2 separate regions of the Sus scrofa genome follow, and region 2 is linked to region 1. Evidence: chromatin contacts called from public Hi-C data. All regions are on one chromosome and are shown on one strand. The core of a region is the stretch at or near the end of the contact, and the rest is flanking DNA. Distances in the headings are between cores, read along the strand shown. Region 1 overlaps LOC106507478 (a long non-coding RNA gene). Region 2 overlaps LOC102160723 (a long non-coding RNA gene).

Region 1 (5,810 bases), core at 1,577-4,076:
AACAGTTTTCTAGGCAAGGACTTCATTTCTCAGTTGCCTTCCATTGAGATGGAGCCATATTTCTACTTATAAGCCATGGGAATATGCGCTGAAATGATGTGTGTCACTTTCCAGCCAAGAAGTTTCGGGAGGCTTCACCCACATTCTCATCTCCTTCAGCAATGACTCTGGAGGCCACAAGCTGAAGATGGTGACATCTCCAGCTGGGAGGAGCCTAAATCCCTGAGTTATCAATTGAAGAACAACCCACCAAAGAAAAGCCTCATTGGATTTTGTTTGAGCAAGATACCAACAATGATTGTGTTCACACACTGAGATTTGGGGAGTTGTTTTTACAGCATTCATATTTACTTTTAATAAATACACTGTCCTGATAAATACAGTGGCCTAAACAAATAGTATATCATTTTCTCAATACTAGAATATTTAAAGATGGATATTTGCTGGTATTTCTGTTTAAAAAAGACCTTAAGGCGTTCCCTTGTGGCCTTGCAGTTAAGGACTCAACAGTGTCACTGCTATGGCTCTGGTTACTTACATAGCTCAGTTTTGAACCCGGGGTCTGGGAACCTCCAAGTGCCATGGGTGTGGCCAAAAAAATTTTTTTATTATAATAAATAAATAGGGAGTCCCCATCATGGCTCAGCAGTAATGAACTGGATTAATATCTATGAGAATTTGGATTTGATCCCTAGCTTCACTCAGTGGGTTAAGGATCTGATGTTGTTGTGAGCTGCGGTGTAGGTCGCAGATGTGGCTCGGATCTGGTATTGCTGTGGCTGTGGTTTAGGCTGGCAGATGCAGCTCTGATTCGACTCCTAGCCTGGGAACCTCCATAAGCCACGGGTATGGCCCTAAAAAGACAAAATAAAATAAAATAAAAATAAATAAATAAATAAATGCAAGATCTGTTTAAAACCTTTTTAAAAAGACTTTAAAGTCTCAAACACTTCTTATGTTCTTCCTCTACCATCCTCAGTTCTTTGCTTTTCATCTTGTGGCTGTTGCCTCATGGTCACAAGATGGTAACTGCTGCTCCAGACTTTATATCATAGCACTGGCAGGGAAAGCATCAAAGGGCTAGACTTTATGATTTTAACTAAAGTGGAAGCTCCTAGCCAACTTCTCTTCCCATGCCGTGTGCCAGATCCAGGTCATGTTGTCAACTCTGACTGCCATAGAGGCTTCTAAAGGGACTGTGTACCTTTTCCCATTTCTCTAGATGAAGATGGCAGGAAAGATTGTGATAGGGAGGGGCTCTCTGGGCCAACATCTGCCACAGCTTTTATTCCAATTTCCAACCACTTTTATTTATAAAACTTGGCTCTATCTTATAAGAATTTCTGTTAACAAGATAAGATTTATTAGCCAGTCTGTTAGTAGTGGTGGTTTTAAGTTACTGAGTAAATTCAGAATACAGATGGGTCCATTGCATTAATGTTTCATAAGGGCAAATTCATCCAGAGCGTGTGACAGGCATCAGGAAATACCACCTTGTGGATCAAGGCTGAGCTCTGGGAAGTGCTCAGGTCCCGTCAACTCCAGGGCAACTCTCAGCCACTCTTGCTGTGTTACCCTCATACCTCTTGCCCCAGCAGTTCTTCCTCCTGCAGTGCTCTGAATGAGGAGACCCACAGTCAGTGTATACAAGCCATGTCTCCTCTCTGGGCCTCAGTGTGCTCCTCGATTAAATAAGAAGTTGGCTTGTCAAGATCTCTACGTTTTCTTCCATCTCAAGCCTGTGGTCCTTAAATTTCTTGGAAAGCTACTCATCCTTCAAGGCCAGGTTCAAAGGCTGCCTCCTCTACGAAGCATTCCTTGACTCCCAGCAGCCTTCTTCTGTGCTCCTTCAGTGCTACTCGTTATATCACTTACTCTCCCCTCCTTTTACGATAGATGATTCTTCAGATGTCCAGTTTCCAGTCACATTGCAAACGCTGAGAGGGGACTCCACGAGTCCCCAGTAGTGCCTAGCAGGGTGATTACCACATAGTAATTGCTGAATAAAAGATAACTGAATTGATTAATTAACTAATAAGTCAATTGTACAATATGGGGAATCACTTAATAACTGTCCTGATTCTCCAATAGTTCCTCCACCGATGAACTTCTTTTTTTTTTTTTTCAAAATTCGTAAGCAAAAGCTCCAGAGAGGAAGAGGAGCTGTTTGTTGGCCAAAGTAGGCATGAGAGCATGTAGGAGCCCAAATGGACCAGCCTCCACCCTCTAGAGGCACCCCTCGAGAGAGCACCCAGAGGGCTCCAAGACACAGTGTAGAAACCTCAACTAGAGGCAGGAGCTGAGGAGTCAGGGGATGTGGGTCCTAGCTAGAGTTTGGCTTCAGTTTAATCATCAAATTATTGCTCTTGGCCTCAGTCTCCTGACCTTTAAAATGCCAGGAACAGCAACTAAAGGAGGCCCATGTGGCCATTTCCCTCTAGCCTCTTCCCGGTCTTCTTTCTCTAGGATTCTTCCGAAGCTCTCTCAGCGCATCACTCCCAGGAGTCCTTCGTGATCCATTTGAGTTGGCTCCTCACAGGAAACTGATTTGCCACCCCGGGGCTGACTCTGTGGTGCTTAAATTCTCTTTCAAGTCTAACATTCTCTAATTCTCATTTAAAAATAGTCAATAAGTCCATTGCTCCTCTGATGTTGCTGCTGTGTTATCAATGACATGGTTAAGCAAATTAAGCCCGGAAGCTATGTGCCAAGAGAGTCCTTCCCCCAAATCAGTAGATCCAGAATGGGTAATTTCAGGCTAACAAAACAACTGAGTCATGCATATTGTATCTGGTCTTGAGCAAGAGCCCTCTTTCGTAAACGTGAGCGTGTACCTTGCAAATATGGACATACTTGGGTGACTACTCATTTCTCCTAATAGTCTAAGTGGCAGGGTCCTGGGCCCAAGGAGACAGCCATGTGGCTGGGAATTTTGACAAAGAGGGAAATAAAAATTTGCTCTGGTGTTGAAGATACCTAGGGAGGAAATGGAGGTGTCTTTGAATCCCTGAAGGCCCATCTTACAGAACTGGGAGTGGACTGTTTCCATTTGCCCCCCAAAAATAGAACAAAGGCTAAGGTTGGCAGCTCTCTGGTGGCAGAGACTGCAGACTTCTGGTTTGTGGGCCACGTTCGCCTCCCAGAGAACATTTTGTCTGGCTCATCTTTATGAAATGTTTATGAAATGTCTTTATGAAATGTTTAACGAAACGTTAACTTCAAAACCTTGAACATTTCCATAAAAATAAGGTTTCCATTTTCTCTTAGAAATTCCGGGGGACCAGAAACGCTGTCCTTTGGGAGAGTCACGGGCAGCTGGCCTAGGTCAGCACTTGGGGTCGGGGGGAGGCACCTCCAGGGTGGGGGCTGGGGGCTACACTTCACTCCTGTTTTCTGAAAAGTGAAGGTTCATTAGAGTTATTCAAATTCAATTTTTCGTTTTGATATTTAGTGATATCCTAAAGCACAGCCCCCTTTCAGGGGGACTCTCGGGGCACCCCATGCGAGTTAAGCCACCGCAGCCCCAAGTGGAGCGGAGGGTCACACAAGCCTGGGCCCGCATTCCTGTGCAGAAAGAATCTCTGGGGCGGCAAAGCAGCCATCTGCCTCTGAAGAGCATCTCTTTTCCAGGCAACCTCCATCTCCCACGACTCCTTGTCTTTCGCAGGCCCATGACGTTCATTTGTCTTACCTGCCTCTGTATGTGTCTCTGTTTTGGAGCTTTGCTACAGGGAAATGGATTTAGGGCTTCAGAAAAGGAAAAAAATGGGTTGTTAACTATCTGAAAAATTTTAAAGTGAAGTAGCTTTAAAAATGAGATAGTGAGTTTCCCCTTCCCCAGAGGCCTTCAAGGAGAAGCAGAACTACCACCCATAAAAGGGAAACCAGTGCGGTTTAGAACTTGGGTTAGAAGAAGCTCATCGAGGCTCTCGCATCCTTGAAAGGCACAATTCCGTGAGCATCTGGTAGCAAGCAGGACTTGTTCAAGGAGGAGCAGGCAGGAAGAAGCCTGAGAGCTGGAAGCACATAATTGGCACATTATTTCAAGGTTGGGTCCAAAACCATCTGGCAACTTTATCCAAAGCAGGAAGAAAAATTTTAGAGCTCACTAGACTTGAAAAATAATCAGCATTTATTCCAGGAAAAATAATATTTTTTCATTTGCTTGGTGCCATGTGGTTTGAAGTGCATTTTCACAGATATTATTCTGGTCCATCTTCCTAAGGCTACCGAAGGAGAGCCGCCTAGGTAACAATTATCCAGTTATACAGCTGGAAACTGAGGTCCAGGAAAACTAGGTCTCTTAGAGTCAACAAAAAAGCAGGAATCAGGACGTATGTGTAGGTCTCGACAGTCCTTGGCTTTACCCTCCCAATCGTATCTCATGGCAGCACATCTTGGAGTCAGGAAACCAAAGCAGAGCCTTCAAGACTCACCAGCCACAGGCTTCCGTCCTCGTGAGCTTCCAGCTCGGAGACCCCGCTGATCACCTGCCGAGGCCGAGCACTCAGTGTCACAGCCCCACGGCCCCACTTAGATCTCCTTTCCTCCACAAAAGCCCAGTTCCACCCCTGGGTTGGCGAGGAGGGCCAGGTGGCCGCCACCATCCCCAGAACAGCTCCCCATAGAGCCGAAGCCTGTGATTAAGCCACCGCTCCATCTTTTTCATCTCCAGACAAAATAATTGACTTAACCTTTCCCCCAAGTGACAAATACTCTCTTGAGTATCAAACACCCTTTTCGTATAAATGGAGAATTCCAGAGTGCCCACTTAACAAAACCCTCTTCTTTAAAAGCTTCTTCCCCTTTCTAAAAGCGGTAGGGCTTTTAGCCAGGGAGCTCTTTAAGTAGCCCATTAGGATTCTGAAAAGATCAGCAAGAAATACAATTAGACCTTTGACCTCAGGTTTGAGGGGGCGCTTTGAAGGGAAGAGAATGGCCAGGCCCCGGCATCAGGTCAGTCTGTTTCTCTCACTCCTAGGTCTTATGCATGGGCCCCAGCTGCTCCCTCACAAAGAAGGGGTGCCAGGCCTCTCTCCGGACCCCGCTCTGGCCCCCGGCCTTGCTTCACATCCTGAAGTCCATTGCTGGCTGTCTCTCAAGGAAGTTATTACATTTGCTTGACAATAATTCTTGGACCACAAACACGTTGCTACTCCCCCCCCCCAACAGAAGGGTCTTATAAAGAATTTAAACTTGTCACTCAAACTATTTTTTCATCTGGCTTACGTAGTTAACTGCATTTCCTTCACTATAAAAGAGAGTAAACATTGCTATACATCCGATGGTTATTGTGAAGCGTACATGCAGCAGAGCCTGTGAGAGGCCCTCAGAAAGCATGCCTTAGGAACGATGACTTGCTTTGTGAGGGTTTAGGAGTATTAACATTGCCCTCTTAGCCACGCTCAAGATGGTGCCCTAGCCAGCAGGTCCCCATAGGGATGAGAAAGACAGTGTCTCCCTAAAACCTGGCCTAGATGAGACACTGGTGACAGGGGCAGGCAGAGAGGCTCAGCTTTCTGGCAGTCTCGCTCTTGTTGGTGCGCACCTGCCATCGCAGACGCCTGACATCAAGGGCAAACAGGCCCTCCTAGGAATCGCCTTTGTCACCGCACCTGCCGGTTCCACTTTACTCCCTGTGATCAGAGCTCACGGCTCTTGCTGGTTGTTCAGAGTGACAAAAGAAAGCTCTCCCTGGGGCCCATTTGTTTCTGTGCCGTGATGCCCAAGTAGTGGCTGTATCTCCATAAATGGGGCTTTTTCAGGCTCGCTCTGCTGCCTCACGCCTTCACCGAGGTCCTTGGAGTCTG
Region 2 (5,810 bases), core at 1,866-4,365, 89 kb before region 1:
GTGCGTCTGCTGGAAGGGAAGCGTCCTTCCCTCCTCCCCAGCTTCGTCCTGCTCCTTGCCAAGGACAGGAAGGAGAGTGGCCATGCAGTGCTCTTGCCTGGGGTGGTGCGGGAAGGAGGCTGAGAATGTCCAGAAGGAAGCCTCATGTGATAGAAGACAGGACAGGGACACTGGGGGCGAAGATGGAGAAGAAGGCAGCTCTGAGCTCATTTGACATATTTAATGTACTTTCTTTCTTTTTTCTTTTTCTTTTTCTTTTTTTTTTTTTTTTGGTCTTTTTGCCATTTCTTGGGCCGCTCCTGTGGCCTATGGAGGTTCCCAGGCTAGGGGTCGAATCGGAGCTGTAGCCACTGGCTACGCCAGAGCCACAGCAATGCGGGATCCGAGCTTCGACCTATATCACAGCTCACGGCAACACCAGATCCTTAACCCACTGAGCGAGGTCAGGGATCGAACCCGAAACCTCGTTAAGCACTGAGCCATGACGGGAACGCCCTAATTTACTTTCATATATTTAATAACACCAGGTAGTCTTTTTCCCTCATGCAGGCCCATCTTGTGGAGCACTTTTGTGTAACTTTATATCCACTATTCCCAACACCCATCTCTGAGGACAGGCTCTTCCCATCAATCTCAGAACCCTTAGAAATGAATAATTAACATACGTAATATCTAGGCAGGCACAAATATTAGCCCCCATCCTCCACAGAGAAACTGAGGCACAGAGGGGCAACTTGAACAAGATGTCCAAGCTAGAAAGGGATGGATGAGTCAGGAGAGACCCGAAGCTCACACTCCTCTCATCTGGCTTGGCGCCCTCTAGAGGTGAGGTGACTCTCTGCAGGCCTTTCTCCCCTCCAACTGGATACCCAAATTTTTAGAGTTCTTTATGCCAGAAGCCACCCCCCACCATCTCCATGTGCCCTACCTCTGTGGTACACTCATAGGGGTAGAATAGAGAAGACTGACCTTTGTCATAGCTGCATATGCAGCTGCCTCTCTGGGAAAAAAAACCGAGAAGCCTGGTAACCTTTCTTGTCCACTCACCTAAGAGTATTTGCTTGCTGCCCTGCCACTGTATCTGAAGTCATCCGATTGGTTTGTGGAATTAAAGGCTTTTGTTAAAATGTAAATCTCTAACCCGAGAGGGTGTGAGAAGAATGAGAGAGGTAGCTCAAACTTTACTGTGCCTAAAATCAACTTGAAAACTTATTGAAAATGCAGATCCTTGGGTCCCAGGTACAAAGGTTCTGACTCAGCAGGTACAGAGCAGGGCCTGGAAATCTGGAGTCCTAACAAACGCTTTCGGCGATTCTGTGATGGAGTTCCCTGAACCTCCCTTCGAGAAGCACTGTGAATGAGAACTCTTTGGCTTTAATTGGTTCATCAGACTCTTGGCCGGGAGGTGGGCTCAGTTGATGCTGGCTGCATCTCTAATGAGGCAGAGGAGAGGTGCACAGCTGCTTCCCCCGACCCCCACCTTGGTCTCTGCAGTTCAGAGCTGTGTTCTCAGCTCATGGCTGAGAGGGAGCATTCGAGGCTCTAACCCAGAGCTTGAACATACCTCAAAGCCTGGAGGTTGACCAGGCTTTGTCTAAACACACATTTGGGGGATGGTCTGTGCCATCTCAAGATCTCATGAAGTATTTCTCAGCTTCATAAGCCCACCCAAAAAAGAATGGAGTTCCCGTCGTGGCTCAGTGGTTAACGAACCCAACTAGTAACCATGAGGTTGCGGGTTCAATCCTTGGCCTCGCTCAGTGGATTAAGGATCTGGTGTTGCCATGAGCTGTGGTGTAGGTCACAGATGCAGCTCGGATCCGGCATTGCTGTGGCTGTGGCGTAGGCCGGTGGCTACAGCTCCAATTGGACTCCTAGCCTGGGAACCTCCTTATGTCATGGGTACAGCCCTAAAAAAGACAAAAGCCAAAAAAAAAAAAAAAAAAAAAAAAGAAAGAAAAGTGGTGACACTGCTTAAAGGTATTCTTTTTTTTTTTTTGAAAGATCTGAGGAAAGTTTATTATAATGGAATCGACCAGGAAAGTTGGTTGTTTCTGTGACACACATCATTTTAAAATGATAAATGGAATTATGATGGTAACATCATACCAGGTCATATTATTTTAAAAAAATTTTCTATTATAGTTGACTTACAGTGTCCTTTCAGTTTCTATTGTACAGCTGCGTGACCCAGTTATACATATATATGCATTCTTTTTCTCACATCATCCTCCTTTCCATAGGCTTGAGTGGTGTTACAATGTAGTGCCACCTGAGGGCGCTCTAGTGAATCACCAGGCTCAGATTCCTTAGGAAATGAGGAGGAAGTTGTGTTAATGAACAGATTTTACCTTTCAGTGTGACGGTGCTTCCTTAGTCTAGAAAGATCCATAGAGCTTCCACCTGTGTGTACATGCACGCTCATGCTCAGAGTGTGTGTGTGTTGCATACATGGACGGAGGAGAGCAGAGAGGAATAGAAACTGATGAGGTACCAAAGGGAGAGAAAATTCAATCACGAGCTTTCAGAGGTCACCTTCTTTGTGGCTTGAGAGACCGTTTTCTGCACGTCATTTAAATGCCCCCATCCCTTCCCTTCAAGGGAAAAAACACCAGTTCCCGGGAGAGTCCTCGAGGAGGGAGCACCTGGGAAACAAGAAGAAAAGGCAGACAGAGGCAGGTGCTTCTCTTGGGCTCTGCTTCTGCTGCGGTTTGACTGGGGCCGGGTCAGGCTCCCGCCCTGAGGCAGCCCTCGCAGGCTGACAACGGGACACCCGGCGCTCTCTCTCGGCAGCTGCCCCTGCGAGGCTCCGAGGCTCCGGCCCCAGAACGAGAAGCTCCGGTTACACATTAGTCACAAAAATAACAACGATCAAAGGGAGCATAAGGCATGAAACAGCTTCGTTTTCCCCATTTAATTATGGGACTGCAGGATCCATTTAGACCTGGAAGACGTCTGATTTTAACTTGTTATAAAATAGTTGAATCAAGTGCTGGCTATTATTTTTATTCCCCACTTTCCCAGGTTTTTCTCCCCTAACCTCCCCTCCCTTCCCCTCCCCACCCTCAGCGCAGGCTTTTAATGGGCTCCTGGGCCCTTGTTATTCCCTCCCTATAGACCCGTGATAAGAAACATAAATGAGAAACCACATTTGTCTCCCGTTCACCTGGGAAAGCCCTGTCAAGAAGCTGAAGGGCCCAATCAGAGCCTGATTAAGGCTCCTTGGAGTGTCCTGGGCCCCCTGAAAAGAATGACAGCAGGTGACTGATGAGGGGACCGCCCCCTCCGGCAAGTGCAGTGGTCTCATGGCAAAGGTATTTGGTCATCTAAAAAAAGCGCCCATGGCTGCTGGATCAGGCTCCAGAGGCACTGCTGGTTACAGGCTGTTTCACTGGGCGGTGCACGATGCGGATCAAAGCTTGTTCCAGGCACGCGTGCACACAGCGGGCTTTCCCCTCGCCTCTACCCCTTCAGACTCACGCATGCACACACATATGCACACGGACCCTCCTGCCCCAAAGCCAGGCCTGGAGCTTTGAAAGGCCGCTGAAAAAAATAGACCGGGGATGTGTTGTCATCTTAGAGGCTGGCTGGTTTTTAGACTTAGGAGACACAGCGTGCAATGATGTTGTTGCCTCATGAGGCTAGGCCACCGGCTTACTTGGGGAGCAGTGATGAGACAGCCCTCTTTGGGTCACTCATTGGACAGAAAGGGTTCCGTTTGGACCACATAGTGGGGAAATCATCTAAAACTTGGATGGGCAGAGGCAGGTGGGGGGCTCAAAGTCAGCAGTGCCCTGTGGGGACCAGTTCTGCCACTGACTTGCTGTGGGGGGGGCAGGGGGGAAGAGGGGCACCGCTCTGGGGTTCATGCTCATCCTCTGTCCTAGGCGGGCCCTCTCTCTGGATCTCTTGAGCTCCAAGGTTCTGCCAGTCCAGGCCTCTGTGAGGCTTAGACATCTGAGTGCAGCATTTTTCAGGGGCCTCTGCTCTTTCCACGCACATTGCTTTGGGATTTGTTTGGAATTTTACTTGTTCTCCACACGGTTTAATTTTAATGCACGGTGAGTCTTTTCCTGCCTCCCAGGAATTAACCCCCCATGTGTGTTATAGGCAGGAAGTAGATGGAGCGGATAAGCCTGGAAGGTTTTGACTTCTCTTTCTTTTTCTTCAGCCCTCTCTCCCTGTCCGTCTTAAAGCCCAGCACTGGCTTTCTGCCTTCCCATTCCTGACCCAGGCCGCGTAGGGCAAGGCTCTCTCGGCAAAGGCTGAACTCGGCTTCTGCTCAGTTAAAATGTGAGCGAACTCTTCCTTATGAAATGGGTTCACCTTCTTAAACAATTTAATGTGGCGAAGGGGAAAAGCAGAAAGACATACATGAACAAAGCAAAATGGCATCGAAATATTGGTATCTTCTCTTAGCCCAAAGGGACATGTTTCCTTCCAAATTAGATATGTACAGATGCCACAGAAAAGCACCCTCGAGGCTGATTTCACATTGAATCACATTGAAATGTATGTGCTCCAAACTGATAAGAAGCCACACATGGAGTAACCGTGCCTTGTATTTTACGTGATTACTCGGCAGCATAACCAACCACATGGAAGGCCCACGATTAGCACTGGCCTATAGATGTGTAGGCAAGGGAAGGGGGAAAGAAGTTTTAATCTTGTAAATTTGCTCTCTCTTGACTACTTAGGATCCTAATCTTGAAGCTGGATACACAAGGTTTTTTGTTTGGGTTGCATTAATTATTTATGTATTTTTCCAGAAAAAGGACCAAAGAATAACAGAAAGGTTTAACTTTTCTAATATCCAGATTCATTCCTGGCTTAACAAAATGGTGCTTTTACTGGGCATTAAAAAGCACTAGGAACTTGTTTAAAATGTTGATTCTCAGCCTCTACCCTGAGAGTGTTTGATTCTGTAAGCTGAGTGGGAACAAAAATCTGTACTTTAGAAGCCTCTCCCCTGTGATCTGTATACTTTTGGGCTAAGGAGACTGCACTTTATGACAGACTGATCTCATATCTTCATTTTTGTCCAAGGCGAGTGTTTCCATTATTATTTTGACTATTTAATTATTATTGTTATTATTAGTTTATTTTATTTTTTTTGCAAGACCCATGGCATATGGAAGTTCCTGGGCCAGGAATTTAATCCGAGCCACAGCTGTGACCTACACCATAGCTGCAGCAATACTGGATCTTTAACTCGAGGCACCAGAGTGGGAACTCCTGTTTTGACCACTTTATACCTTCAAAGGCTTAGGTGCATTATTAATATTACAGTTGAACTTACAACGTTTTGTAGCTACTAAGACACACTACGTAGAGGCCACACCTTGACATCTTAACATCTTTCTACTTCCAGAATTTGGTGCACTAAATTCTGCCATAAGGAGACTCTCAAAATGTGTTCATGCAGCTCATGGAAGTCAAAGTTCAGCTGTCATTTAAAATAGCTGCCATCCCGGACCTTCAGCACACAGCCTTGAACTCTGAAAGCCCAAATGCCTTACCTGGTCTCCAGAGAGGCCAGTTCTTGCATCTTTGTACAGATTCACATCCTCAGCCATAGATTTTAAAGTGTCATGGAAGTAGTATCTGTAACATGCCCAGCTTGTCTTGCTTCTTAGCTTAAAGGAAACGAAGGCTTAGAGGAAGCACCTCAACAGACTTTTTCTTCCCTTGTCATCATCCAGGTGCCACGTTCTCCTGCCGGGATCCTTTCTCCACCTCTGTTCTTATCTGAGGCCTCCTCATCTTCCAAGGTTCAGTTCAGGCCTCAGCAGAAGCCCACCCTCATT

Evidence for each region. Hi-C and Micro-C count contacts between places; a contact is called where the count stands out from the background.
Region 2: a contact with region 1 is called in a Hi-C map of fetal liver, with 2.2 times the contacts expected there. A contact is called at or near these places in 7 of 47 Hi-C or Micro-C datasets (blood, embryonic fibroblasts, fetal heart ventricle and 3 more).

The regions. Positions count from the first base shown.
Region 1 is chr5:14,378,182-14,383,991 of Sscrofa11.1, reverse strand. All of the region lies in intron 2 of LOC106507478 (a long non-coding RNA gene), which reads left to right. Among named protein-coding and RNA genes, the nearest start is that of NUAK1, 290 kb to the right of the region's middle.
Region 2 is chr5:14,467,851-14,473,660 of Sscrofa11.1, reverse strand. All of the region lies in intron 2 of LOC102160723 (a long non-coding RNA gene), which reads left to right. Among named protein-coding and RNA genes, the nearest start is that of C5H12orf75, 280 kb to the left of the region's middle.